2 separate regions of the Hordeum vulgare genome follow, and region 2 is linked to region 1. Evidence: chromatin contacts called from public Hi-C data. All regions are on one chromosome and are shown on one strand. Each heading gives the region's core, a stretch centred on a gene start, on an enhancer-like site or on the middle of the called end of the contact. The rest is flanking DNA. Distances are from core to core; before and after follow the strand shown. Region 1 has its middle 29 kb from the start of LOC123448732. Region 2 holds the start of LOC123448734 (probable galacturonosyltransferase 7).

What was found. Hi-C and Micro-C count contacts between places; a contact is called where the count stands out from the background.
Region 2: a contact with region 1 is called in a Hi-C map of leaf, with 3 times the contacts expected there. The contact joins the promoter of LOC123448734 here to the enhancer-like site in region 1. A contact is called at or near these places in 2 of 6 Hi-C or Micro-C datasets (leaf and seedling).

Annotation. Positions count from the first base shown.
Region 1 is chr4H:400,537,493-400,544,759 of MorexV3_pseudomolecules_assembly, forward strand. No RefSeq gene overlaps it. Among protein-coding and RNA genes, the nearest start is that of LOC123448732, 29 kb to the left of the region's middle. Within about 2 kb of position 4,694, at least 2 of the 3 cell types and tissues checked have open chromatin away from gene starts, as enhancers often do. A contact at or near this core is called in leaf, where this site is marked.
Region 2 is chr4H:401,084,422-401,091,688 of MorexV3_pseudomolecules_assembly, forward strand. LOC123448734 (probable galacturonosyltransferase 7) reads left to right here and starts at 3,795. Exons shown (of 9, transcript XM_045125724.1): 1 at 3,795-4,281; 2 at 4,487-4,515; 3 at 4,650-4,754; 4 at 5,589-5,676; 5 at 6,285-6,352; 6 at 6,645-6,934; 7 at 7,219-7,267. The coding sequence starts at 4,164.

The sequences.
Region 1 (7,267 bases), core at 3,444-5,943:
GGATACTAGGGATCAAACCCCATCAAAACTAACTCGATTACATGATAGATCTCATCCAACCCATCACCGTCCAGCAAGCCTACGATGAAATTACTCACAAACGGTGAAGAGCATCATGGAATTGGCGATGAAGGATGGTTGGTGATGACGAAGGCGTCGATTTCCCCTCTCCGGAGCCCAGAAGGGACTCCAGATCTGCCCTCCAAAGGAAGAACAGGTGGTGGCGGCGGGTCCGTGTCGTAAAACACGATGAACTCTTCTCCCCTATTTTTTTCTGGGCGAGAGAGACTAAATAGAGCTGGAGTTGGAGCCCGCGGAGCCACGAGGGCCTCACAAGCCTGCCACGCGTGGCCACGGGGGGCACCTCCTGGGCTTGTGGGCTCCTAGCTCCGTACCTCCAGGTAATTCTTGCGCCAGTATTTTTTATATATTCCACAAAAAATCCTCGTAAATTTCCAGGTCATTCCGAGAACTTTTATTTCTACGCAAAAACAACACCATGGCAATTCTGCTGAAAACAACGTCAGTACGGGTTAGTTCCATTCAAATCATGGAAATTAGAGTCCAAAACAAGGGCAAAAGAGTTTGGAAAAGTAGATACGATGGAGACGTATCAATGCCACTGTGGGGGAACGTTGCATGCGAAACAAAATTTTCCTACGCACACGAAGACCTATCATGGTGATGTCCATCTACGAGAGGAGATTTGGATCTACGTACCCTTATAGATCTCACAAGAGGAAGCGTTAAGAAACGCGGTTGATGTAGTGGAATGTCTTCACGTCCCTCGAACCTTCCCACGAACTGTCTCGCGATCCGTCCCATGATCCGTTCCGATCTAGTGTCGAACGGACGGCACCTCCGCGTTCAGCACACGTACAAATCGATGATGATCTCGGTCTTCTTGATCCAACAAGCAAGACGGAGAAGTAGATGAGTTTTTCGGCAGCGTGACGGTGCTCTGGTGGTGGTGATGATCTACTCCTGCAGGGCTCTGCCCGAGCTCCGCAGAAATATGATCTAGAGGTAGAACTATGTGGTCTAGGGTTGAGTTGCACGTGGCAAAAGTTGTCTCAAATCAGCCCTAAAACACCACTATATATAGGAGGGAGGGGGAGGGGCTTGCCTTGAAGGCCAAGCCCTCAAGGGGTGTGCCGGCGCTAGGAGGAGGAGGACTCCTCCTCCAATTCAGTTTGGGGAAGGAGGAGTCCTCCCCTTCCTTCCCACCTCCCATTTTTCCTTTTTCCTTTTTCCTTTTCTTTTCTTTTGGTATTTCGTTATGTGGCGCCATGGGACCCTTGGGATGACTCCACTAGTCCACTAGGGACTTGTGGCGCCACCCTAGTGCCTTGGGCTTACTCCCGGGTGGGTGGGGCCCTCCCAGTGAACTTCCGGAACCCATTCGTCACTCCCCGTACACTGCCGGAATTGCCTGGAACTTTCTGGTGACCAAATGAAACCATCCTACATATCAATCTTCGTTTCTGGACCATTCCGAAACCCTCGTGACGTCCGTGATCTCATCCCGGACTCGAAACAACATTCGGTAACCACACATATAAATCAACTATACTAAAACATCATCGAACCTTAAGTGTGCAGACCCTGCGGGTTCGAGAACAATGTAGACATGCCCCGAGGCACTCCTCGGTAAATATGACCTGGATGCCCATATTGGATCCTACATATTCTCCGAAGATCTTATCGGTTGAACCTCAGTGTCAAGGATCCATATAATCCCGTATGTCATTCCCTTTGTCCTTCGGTATATTATTTGCCCGAGATTCGATCGTCAGTATCCACATACCTATTTCAATCTCGTTACCAACAAGTCTCTTTACTCGTTTCGTAAGACAAGATCTCGTGACTTACACTTAGTCACATTGCTTGCAAGGCTTGTGTGTGATGGCGTATTACCGAGTGGTCCCCGAGATACCTCTCCGTCACACAGAGTGACAAATCCCAGTCTTGATCCATACTAACTCAACGGACACCTTTGGAGATACCTGTAGAACACCTTTATAGTCACCCAGTTACGTTGTGACGTTGGATGCACACAAGGTATTCCTCTGGTGCCAGTGAGTTATATGATCTCATGGTCATAGGAATAAATACTTGACACGCAGAAAACAATAGCAATAAAATGACATGATCAATATGGTATGTTCATAGTTTGGGTCTAGTCCATCACATGATTCTCTTAATGATGTGATCCAGTTATCAAGCAACAACACTTTGCACATAGTCAGAAAACCTTGACTATCCTTGATCAACTGGCCAGCCAACTAGAGGCTTGCTAGGGACATTGTTTTGTCTATGTATCCACACATGTATTTATGTTTTCATTCAATACAATTATAGCATGGATAATAAACGGTTATGTTTAAACAGGAAATATAATAATGACTATTTATCATTGCCTCTAGGGCATATTTCCAACATGAACATCATGTGACTCCGGTCCATATCACCATCATTGTTTACACCTCCATCATTTACCGCTTTCATTTTCTTTTCCGTTGCAATCACTATTACTTTCCCGCTTGTGTTTTGATCCTTTGCAAACTACAAGGCCAGAGAGATTGAGAACCTCTCTGTACTCGTCGGGAGCAAAGTTATTTGTTGTGTGTGCAGGTCCACGTCTTCTGCTGACCAGGATGGAAGACACCTACTTGTTGAGCCTAAGAGTCCTCTTGGTTCGATAAACTTTACAGTCTTTGTGTAAGGAAAATCTGTTGCTAACTACATCTCCACCTTTCACTTATGGTAACCAACAAGGGGCGAGAAGTATATACATCAACTCGTCATCAAGGTGGGAGGTGCGCGGCGGTTCGGATGAAAATCGTGCTCGTCTTTGGTCGGAGCTGGCGGCGCCCGCGCCCGTGGGTGTCGGTTCCCTCCTTGGAAGCGTCGCCGAGGTGTGTTATCTAATTGGCAATGCTATTAGTGGCAAACATTACAATTTTGTTTGTACTCTCACATGGCATTTTGTATTGGTCCATGGCAAAAATAAAGAAAAAAAGGTTTATGGCGAATATCCCATATGTTTCCATGGCAATATTTTCATTTTTTTTCTTTTTTGTACACACAACAAAGTTTTTGAAAATAGTTTCCCAAGGCAAATTTTAACCCACACCATTTTTGTTAGAATGTTTTGTGAAAAGTTTCCATGGCTACTATGTAGATATTTTTTTCTTGAATATGATTCTTACAAGAAGCTGAAATTCTTGCAACAAGTTGCGAGGTGGGTGTTTTAATTTTGTGGAAAAAAATATTTTAAACTTTTCATATGTTATTAGTTTTGTACCATGGTAAATTCATGTGTGTGTTTTATAATCTGACTTGCTTTTTTTATGTTTACAGTGTTGTGTTTAGTGAAAATTAGGCCTTTTGTGGTCCAAATAGAGGCTCGATCTCAAAGATCACTCGTGATGTCGAGAGGGGATTTGTGCTAAGACCTTCTGTTTGGCGCATATAACACCACTTATCTTCTAGGTGTCTCTTATGTCTCACCTTCAACGCGAGGGGAGAAATCCCTCATTGAAAGGGGATCCACATGGGGCAGCCTACCATCACGAGAGGCCACAACCTCCTTTATTTATTTATTATTTATTACTTTTGTTCATACATTTAAATATTTTAAATGTATATATTATGAAAAACACTCTACTGAAACATTTGAAAAATGTTGAACAAGTATTTAAAAACTGTTGAATAGGTATTTGAAAATTGTTGAAGAAGTATTTTCAAAAATGTCTGTCTCGTATATAAAAATATTAATCAAGCATTAGAAAAACAATGTTGAACAAGTATTTAAAAATTGTTGAACGAGTATTGTATATTTTTTTAAAGTATTTAAAAAAATGTAGATCATGTATATAAAAATGTTGAACAAGTATTTGAAAAAATGTAGGTCACATATATAAAAATATTGAACTAGTATTTGAATAATGTTGAATAAGTATTTGAAAAATCCAGGTCACGTATATAAAAATATTGAACTAGTATTTAAATAATGTTGAACTAGTATTTTAAAATGTTGAATACATATTAAAAATGGTTAACAAGTATTTGAAATGTTGTATAAGTATTATAAACGTTGAACAAGTATTTGAAAATGTTGAATAAGTATTAAAAATGTTGAACAAGTATTTGCAAAATTTTGGGTAAGTATAAAATGTGTTGAGTGACTATTTAAAAAATGTTGAATATGAATTTAAAAAATGTTAAATAAGTATTTAAATGTTGAACAAGTATTTAAGAAAATGTTGAATAAGCGCCCAGAAAATGTTGAACATGTATCCACAAAAAATGCTGATCACTTATTAAAACATATTTTTGACATATACAAAGATGTAGTATGTAAACGAAAAGAAACATAAGATAAAAAAATGGAAAATAAAGAAAACAAAAACAAATGGCGAAGAAAAGAGAAAAGTAAACAAAAAAATAGAGTAAAGAAATAAAAATATAATAAAAAGGGAAAAATAATGAAATAAAAAAGAAAAAATAAAAATAAAAGAAACAAACTAAAAAAAAAGGAAAAATCCCTAAATAAAAAGCTTGGAGTAGCCTCAAGTAATACGGGCCTCTAGTTTTTATCATGAAAGGACCTTGGTTGGAGTCGTTAGCACGGTTTTGCTTCCTATCCAAATACCGGCAAACCCTATTTGGCGCTGCAGGCGCCGGTTCTAGTGCAATTTTTCTAACAGGCGCCTGCAGCCGCGTGAGCTGGGCTCGGCCCGGCCCATATTATCTGTTTTAGGTCGTAAAAACTGAGGGGCGACGAGAATTCGATCTGAGATCTTTCCGAGATTCCCTCGACGCAGCAACCATCACACCATTGACAATTAGTTGTTCTACTACTTCTTCTTCCATTTTTTCTTCTAGCGCGCCTTTTTCTTTTTTCCATTTCTTTTCATCTTCTTTTATCGTCTTTCTTTTTTTATGCGGAATGGTTTTGTTCTGTTTTTTACTATTTGATTTGTTTTTCTTTATTTGGAACAATTTTTTGTTTTTTGTTCTTTTTCTTTTTAAATTCGATGAACTCCTTTTAAAATTTGCTGATTTTTTTTAACATATGTGCACTTTTTTTAAATTTAACGAACATATTTTAAAATTAGTGAACTTTTTGTAAAATATTTAATTGTTTTTCTAAAATTATGAACTTTTTTGCTGATATCGGTGAACTTTTTCCAAAAATCGTGAACATATTTTAAAATTTATGAATTTTTATCAAAATCAATGAACTATTTTCGCAAGTTTATAAACTTTTTTTGAAAATCGGTGAACATATTTTAAATTTGTGAACTCTTATCAAATTCAGTGAATCATTTTTAAAAATTTATGATTTTTTTTCGAAATTAGTGATTTTTTTTTCCAAAATTGGTGAACATATTTTAAAATTCGTGAACTTTTTCCAAAATTAATGAACTATTTTTAAAAATTTATGAATTGTTTTTCCAGAATTAACGATTTTTTTCGAATTTTGTATTTTTTTTAAGATCTATGAATATATTCTAAATATCTGTGAATATTTTTGCATAATCATTGAACTTTTTGCAAATTTGATTCAATGCTTTTTAATTCAATACAATATTAATACACATTTTGTAATTTACGTTTAAAAATATCAATGATTGTTTTTCAGACCATGCAATGGGACGTTAGGAGATGTTTTATGGGCCGGCCCAGGGGGGCGCTGCAGGCGCCAGAAGCGCGAACCGGCGCGTGCAGCGCCGTATAGGAGCTCCCCTAAATACCTAGGTTCGATCCTTTCTTCATATATATTTCTTCTTTTTTGCAACTATTTATCGCATGTGAATGGACCGGCCCGATATGATGTGGAAGGATAAAACTCTTCAACGATAGGTGTTAGTCGGATCGCTTAGGGCGATAAATTGTCGTCGTCTGCCTTCCGTATCACTCACGCGTTGGTCAATTGGCGTGACTCGACACAGGCCGATAGTTGCACGCTCGCAAGTGTCCTAGGCTCGCTATCCTTTTTTCTTTACTGGTTTGCCTTTTTGTTATGTTTTCTTTTGGGACAGTGCTTTGCGCCGGCGCGTCGGACACCGCTTGATCCCTCAGCTATACGTGGGCCGTACCGTTAGATTTTCATGCAGCAAAATTTTCCGATGCAACAAATTTCGTTTACGATGTAGCAATTTTTATCCATGGTTGCAACAAAAATATAGTTGTAGCAAAAATAAATAAATCAACGTGGTCATAAAAAAAACTGATGATGCGTGCTAGCAAAACAAAAATACGGGTGGTAGCAAAACAATCCGGTGAACTCGGGTTGCAAGTCTGACGAACGTTTATGCAATTTTTTAGTGAACGCTTGCAGCAAAAAATGATACCGGTTGTAGCAAAAATGAACACGGTTATAGGAAAAAACACCGGTTGTAGCAACAAATCCGACGAACTGAGGTTGCAACCAAACGTATATGCAACTTTTTTAGTGGACAAATGTAGCAAATTTGGACACCAATTGTAGTAAATTTAAACGATCACCACAAGGAAAAATGTTGCATGGCCATAGGCGCGGGCCGCGCGCGAGGCGCGTGGACAGCGAGCGACCGGCGTGTTGCTTCTGTCAGCGTGCCGAAGGGAAACGTTTCACTTTTTTTTTACTGTATTATTCATTAAAAATATCATATACAGTGTGTGAATTTGAAATGGTTCACAAATTTAGAAAAAGAGATCATGAATTTGAATAAAAGTTTGTGAATTTAAAAAAGGTTCACGGACATGAAAAAAGATTGTGAATCTACTTATTTACTGATTTTGAAAGTCAATGAATTTGAAAAAATTCATGAATTTCATAAAATTTCCATTTTTGAAAAGTTCATGCCATTTAAAAAACTTGAAAACTAAAAAAGTTCATGGCCTTTTGAAAAAAACTTTGCGAAGTTAAAAAGATACGAGATATTTCGAAAAAAGTTCATCGGTTTTGAAACAAAAAATCACATATTATAAAATTGTTCATAGATTTTGAAGAATTGACGAATTTGAAAAGTATTTATGAATTTTGAAAAGGTGTTCATGATTTTAATAGAAGTTGACAAATTTTAAAAAGAAAATAAATAGTGAAAAGAGAAACGAAGAGAAAAAAACAATAGAGGAAAACTGCCAAACAAAACCACGAAAAACATGGTCTAGAGGTGCAGAAGAAGGAAAAAATAAAATATGTATAATAATTGATAAAACAATTTTATCTTAAGTCTTGCATGCATATAGTTTAGAGATGACAACACAACATGTC
Region 2 (7,267 bases), core at 2,545-5,044, 550 kb after region 1:
CTCTAGGTGGTTAAACCTAATAATGAGAGACCTAGCTCTGATACCAATTGAAAGGACGTGGAAGTCGCCTAGAGGGGGGGGGGGTGAATAGGCGCTTTAAAATAATTACGGTTTAGGTTTGAACAAATGCGGAATAAAACTAACGTTTAATTTGTCAAGCAAAAAAACTAAAACAACTAGGCTCAGCTATGTGCACCAACAACATATGCTAAGCAAGATAAACAACTAAGTGATACCAAGATATATGACAAGAAACAATATGGCTATCACAAAGTAAAGTGCATAAGTAAAGGGTTCGGGTAAGAGATAACTGAGGCACGCGAAGACGATGATGTATCCCGAAGTTCACACCCTTGCGGATGCTAATCCCCGTTTGGATCAGTGTGGAGGCACAATGCTCCCCAAGATGCCACTAAGGCCACTGTAATCTCCTCACGCCCTCGTACAATGCAAGATGTCGTGATTCCACTAAGGGACCCTTGAAGGCGGTCACCGAACCCGTACAAACAAGGTTGGGGCAATCTCGACAACTTAATTGGAGGCTCCCAACAACACCACGAAGCTTCACCACAATGGCATATGGCTTCGAGGTGACCACAAATGCTCGGGGCAATCTCCACAACTTAATTGGAGACCCCGACGCTTGCCCGGAGCTTTACACCAAAATGATTGAGCTCCGAGGCACCACCAAGCTTCTAGGGGTACCAAGTACCCAAGGGAAATAAGCTTCTCAACTTCTCAGTTCCACGTATCACCGTTGAGAACTAAAAACGATGCAACTAATGCAATGGCAAGAACACACGAAGTGGTCAAGTCCCTCACACTCAAATCCCTCCACAATTACAAAAGCTATGGATAAATATGAGAGGAAGAACAAGGAGCTCACAAAGAACTCCAGGATCAAGATACAAGGGGTTCCCCTCACATAGAGGAGAAAGTGATTGGTGGAGATGTGGATCTTAGATCTCATCTCTCTTTTCCCTCAAGAACTAGCAAGAATCATTGGAGGGATTTAGAGTTAGCAAGCTCTAAGAAGGTCAATAATGGGGGAAGAACACGAGCTCAATGGATGGATAAGGTCCAATGGGGAAGAAGACCTCCTTTATATATAGGGGGAAGGAATCCAACCGTTACCCCCACTCACACCCGACCGGAGCGGTGCTACCGCTCCCATAACGTCTGAGGGAGTGGTACTACCGCCTGCGAGCGGTAGTAAAAAGATACTACCGCTGGCACCAGGAGCGGTACTACCGTTGGATACTGAAACTACCATAACTTTCGCATACGAACTCCAAATCGAGCAAACTCAAACTTGTTGAATTCACGACGACAAGAGCTATCCAACAACGACATAAAATATTAAGAACATGCAGTTATGAGAACGCCAATTATATAGAGATGTGAGACCTCTATGAATGAAGAACCGGCAAAAACTTCCAACATCGAAAACATCATAGAAGATGCATATAGACTCCGTTTTCGATGAACTTGAGCTTGTCATGAAGATGACCATAAGCTCTAAAAACTCACAAGGAGAAACACCAAACAAGAACCAATATATGATGCAAGGATGCAAATGGTTTGAGCTCTCAACGAACGATACGATCAAGCTACTCACTTGAGAGCCCCCTTGACAGTACGACAAACTATCCTCCAATAGAAAAACCTAAAAAGGACAAATCTATACCTTGCACCTAGTCCTCTTGAGCTAGATGATGACGATCTTGGCTTCCTCAAGATGGACCACCTTTCTTGATTGCTCCCCATACTCACTATGGGTGAGCCACTCTTCAGCACATTCTTCACAAGTCCATTGCCACCACAATGGACGGCAAACTTCAAGCATGATATCTTCGTGATGCTCCACTTGAACTTGCACACCGCAATCTTGATGACGATCACCACTTGATGTCATTCTTCATAGGTTGAATGAGATCTTCCTCTTGACACAAACCCATGGAAACACACCTAACCCCACATAGAACTCTCACGAAGACATGGGTTAATACATAAAAGCGTTATGGACAATGCTTACCATACCATGGGATCACTTGATCCTTCTCGGTACATCCTGTACGCTCTGTGTGTTGATCATCTTGATTTACTCTCTGCTTAGTCTTGATCAACCTTGTGTATTTATGACCAATCTTTGGATAATACTTCGAATACCACCTTGGTCATCATATAAACTCCTTGAAACCAACGAATGGACTTCAAGAAGTGCCTATGGACAAATCCTTCGAGTATAACTTAAGGCAACCATTAGTCCATATGAATTGTCATCAATTACCAAAACCACATATGAAGAAATATGCTCTAACACCTATTCACCCCACTAGTCAACCATATCGACCCTTTCAGTTACTACTAGAAAGCTATATATTTAATTTAGCCAACATTTACTGTCAAACAGAATTAGATGCATGAGAAGAGAGATGTTCAATGGAAATGGAGCAAGTTAGCTAGCTAGCTATATGAAAAGATAGATGCATAAGAAGCTAGCTCCACTGCCAAACAGAATTGAATAATGAGATTGGAGAATTTTATTACTTATTGTTTAACAAATTAAACTACGATCGACTTCTTAAGTAATGAGAAACTACAAACAAAATTTTCCTCCTTAGTTGTTTAACAAAAATTTATATTGTATTGTAATCTAAGTGTGGTGAATTAAATAATGAATGCATAGAAGATACTACTAGCAGACTAGGCTAGATGACACATATAAACTTTTAGAGAAGTGAGCCATCTCTTCCACAGGACATTCACTAAAACTAAACTATGTATATATGGCACCAAGCAAGATGTCCTGAAAATCACAATCCACTAAGCTTAACTCATGACTAAGAGTGGACGACTGAAAATTACAAAAGAAACATCATCATACAATACAGAGCAACAATTGAGTGAGATGGTTTTCAGATGTTTCTCATGCACGCATCTAAACAACCACCACCTTAGACTAGGAAGTGAGGTGGTTCTACCAACAATTGGTCAAGAGCACAACCTACCAATAGGGATGGATGGGTTAATCATACATAATCTACTAGCTCAACGACAATAACTAGACGAGTTAAGTTTCACACCAAACCAAAGTACTGGTGCTCCTGTGATGAACGCATCGAACTGCTGCAAAAGGATGTAGTGGTGGAGAAGAGGGGATGAATCACCTCGGGAAGAATCAGCGGAGGGGGACGTCGACGCTCTGGCGGCAACGGGGCGTTCAAGATCCGACGGAGAGGCACCTCCTCTCGTTGGCAACGACGGGGCTCCTTCTCTCGGTGGCGACGACGGGGCTTCTCCTCTCGGCGTGGCGGCGGCGGGATATTGAAGACCCGACGGGTGGGCTCGTCTTCTCGGTGACGATGTGACGACACTTTGTCTCATGCGTCTCGCCCTTTTCGTTTCGCGCAGGTGCCCTCGAGGCTCGCGAGCCGTATGGATAGGAGATGAACGAAAGGGGTCGAAGGGATTGGGCTGCACAAACCCTGCAAAACAAACAGGAACGAGGATTAGTGAAGTTTCTGGGCCCGATGGGGTTAATCCTCGAGAAGCCGTGTCGATCTGCTCGTACCAAACAGGCCTAAGAAAAGTTTTAACAGGATTAGCAAAGTTTGTGGATCCGATGAGGGTTAATCCTTGAGAAAACCCTCTCGATCCGCTGGTACCAAACGGGCCTAAGGGAAGTTTTAACAAACAGCACAGCAAATCGAAGTAACTCCAAAAAAAATCTCTCCAAGGCAGAAAACCCAAATAAAAGGAAAAGGTTGAAAACGAGACGCAGCCGAGGCAAAAGGGCACGCCATTATTCCTTGACACCCCTCGCACACTTCTCCTCTTGCCCTCCAAACAAACAATCCTCTTTCTCTTTCTCTTTCTCCCTGCGACGTCCTCCGCTCCCTCCCCTGTCTTCTCGCGCACACTAACCAATCCGAGCGTCCGGCGCCGCGACTCGCAAATCGCCACGCACCGATCGCGCCGGCGCCATTGGGGTCCCCGTGCCATTGCCCCAATCGGGAGGCATTCATCTGCGCGGCGCTTCCCTGCCCCTGCCCCTGCCCCTGCCCCGTCGCGGCGGTGGCGGTGGTGGTATGATCAGTAGAGGACCACGCGGCGGCGACGGCGGCGGTGGAGATTAGGGTCTTGGGAAGGGGGAGGAGGTTATGAAGGCGACGGCGCCGCCGGCGAAGAGGCGGAGGGGCCCGCGACTGGCCGTGCTGGCGCTCGTCTTCTGCTCGCTGCTCGTACCGATCGCCTTCCTTTTCAACCGCTTCCCCGCCGGTGAGTGCTTCCCGTCCCTCTTGTTCCCGCCCGGATTTCGGTAATGCGGGTGGCGCCGCGGCTTCCTCGATCGGATCGGCGCCATTCCCGGCGGATCTGTTCCGGGAGTGTTGTTTCGTTAATTGTCGTTTAGTGCGGGATTTTGGTGTTTTTTGTCCTTCTTATTTGAGACCAATTTTCTGATTGGTTTCGTTGTTTGTTGCAGTGTATGTGACGGATGAGCGCCCCCAACAGGTAACTTTCTCTTTTGTTTTTTCTAACAAAATTATATGCGTGAGTGTTGATGGATTGTCTTTTATGAAAATGGTGATGGGTTGGAATAATATGACTGATTCGTGCTACCACGCGTTCATTTGTGCTGGATTTAGGAGGTTAATTTGCTGCCTTCATTCGATCGCTTAGGAGTGGAAAGAGACAGTGTACATGAAGTGACGCGGCAGGGTGGTAGAGATGTGGTGAACCCAAAGACACAGGTTAGTCACTTTACATTTTTTTCTTATGTACTGATAGTGATGAGCTCGTATAACCGCACCTAGATTGTTAGCTTGGTGGATGTTGACATGATCATTCCACGGAACGCTGTGTGTATTTTGTTCTGACACTTCTAGTGTTTGGTTTTAGCCACTGTTTGTTCTCCGCTTTTAATGTCATGAAACTTAATACTAGTGATACCTACAAACTAAAAGATACAGTACACCATAAGCTTTGAGGTTACCAGCTGGAGTAGCGTTACCCCCCCAAATACTAGCTAGTTTAGGCCCATGCTAGAAAGATTATTCATATCAATTTCTAGGTTTGCAAGCTATGCTAGAAAGGAAATTGTGCATAAGCTCTTACATGAAAAAATCAAAGAAAATTTTATTGACTGATTGTATCCCTGAAGTATATGGGGTTACTTGAAGCAGACCAAATCGAGTTGGACAGTGTGGTTTTATTGTCAGCTTAAAGAAAACTTGGTGCACTTCTCACCATTGTCTTCTTCTGTGCCACCTCTCTTGGACCGAATAGGACAATATGAAGAATGCATACAGAAATAATCCAAGCCACCAATTCAAACAGCTAGAAACCACCCCATAGGGACGCCAAACAAAGTGATATATTGAAGTAGTACTAGTATATTTTATCTCTCCACCCTAGTCTCTTTATTCATGATTATGAACTATGAAGGCTGTGAAAAGTATATGCTATAGAATCAGTAAATAAATTCTGTTACATGAATTATTTTTGTATAGATTACTAGTGAGTGCTGTTACAGCTTTGGGTAATTTGAATCCTTGATTTGTTATCCTTTACTCTTTTTTTTTCAGGATGTGCACGGAGAGAATTCCAAGGGCAATATAGCATTGCATCGCCAAATTGACGCTGAACCTTCCGAAGTTATCACTGAACCAATAGGTAAAGGTTAGTAGTGGCTGCAACATTATTACATAAAGTTTAATTGAATATATGAGAATGCCACAATCAATTATGCACCAAATTCCATTCATGTAAGTGAACTTTTGGATATATTTCATTTCGAAATGTTGCAGGAAAAAATTGTATAATTTTGTAGGAAACCAGTTACCTGGACACTGAAAAATAGTTGGCCTTTTACTCAATTTGCTTCAGTACCTCACCATCTTTGCTGTTACTTATTTCAAGTACAATAATGTGTTGTACAGTGCACACCTTTTTGCCCCTATATGTTAAAATAAACTATTAATACATACTCCCTCCGTTCTTGAATATAAAGACATCATTAGAGTATAGATTCACTCATTTTGCTCCGTATGTAGTCCCTAGTGGAATCTCTAAAAAGACTTATATTTAGGAACGGAGGGAGTATTTCTGAACAAATGCTGGTGTCTTTATCTAGGATGTTATGATAATTAACAATATATTATTTTTTTCTATGGTCAAGCAATGTATGCGTTTGTAGCGCATCTTCTCTACCTGATTTTCTTCTCATGATTTACTCACGTTTCAGTTGGTCATGCTGACCCACTAATTGGCACTGTATGCAGTTCTCCCCCCACCAAAAATTGAACAAGTGAAGCCAGTGCCAGTGCCAGTTCCAGTTCCACCCAGAAAAGTATGATGGCTCCTATTTTGCTGTTTCTCTTTGTACACGAGTTGTGCTTTACCTTCTGAAGCATAACTTAATTTTCCCATTAATAAATACTCCCTCCGTCCGGAAGTACTTGTCGTAGGAATGGATGTATCTAGATGTATTTTAGTTCTAGATACATCCATTTGCATCCATTTTTGTGACAAGTAATTCCGGACGGAGGGAGTATAATTACTTTCCCTTACTTGAGCCCAAGCTGTAAATTTGTTACTCTTTAAGAGAAGTACTGATGATTTAGAGAATATATTGATTCCAGGATTTCGACAGGAGACGTCCCAGAGTCCCAAGTGCTGATGAATTGGAGAAGGCTAAGGCTTGTCAACTTGAATTCGGGAGTTACTGTCTCTGGTCCATTGAACACAAAGAAGTTATGAAAGATGCCATTGTAAAAAAGCTAAAAGATCAGCTCTTTGTAGCTCGATCTTACTACCCGAGCATTGCCAAACTTAAAGGAAAGGAGGCACTGACTCGTGTTTTGAAGCAGAATATCCAAGAACATGAGAGGGTTCTAAGTGAATCCATTGTTGATGCTGATCTACCATCCTTGTGAGTATTTATTCTGCATGCTTGTTATTCTTCTTGCCACCTTTAGCATTTGATGTTTCATCTTGTATGTTGAAATTATGACGGCAGATCATTTATGCAGTGCATGGGGCTGAAAATCCAACTTTAGTGAATTCTACCTATGCTTTGTCACATCTTACATGTATATGTTTTCTTAGTGTTCACATTGAATTTATAATCGATATATTTGACTGGGAAAGTACTACCCAGTCACGACTGTGCATTTAATTGTTTGTTACTTACTAACACTTGACCTGTGCTTTCAGCATAAAAAAGAAGATAGAGAAGATGGACCTAGCAATAGCAAGAGCCAAA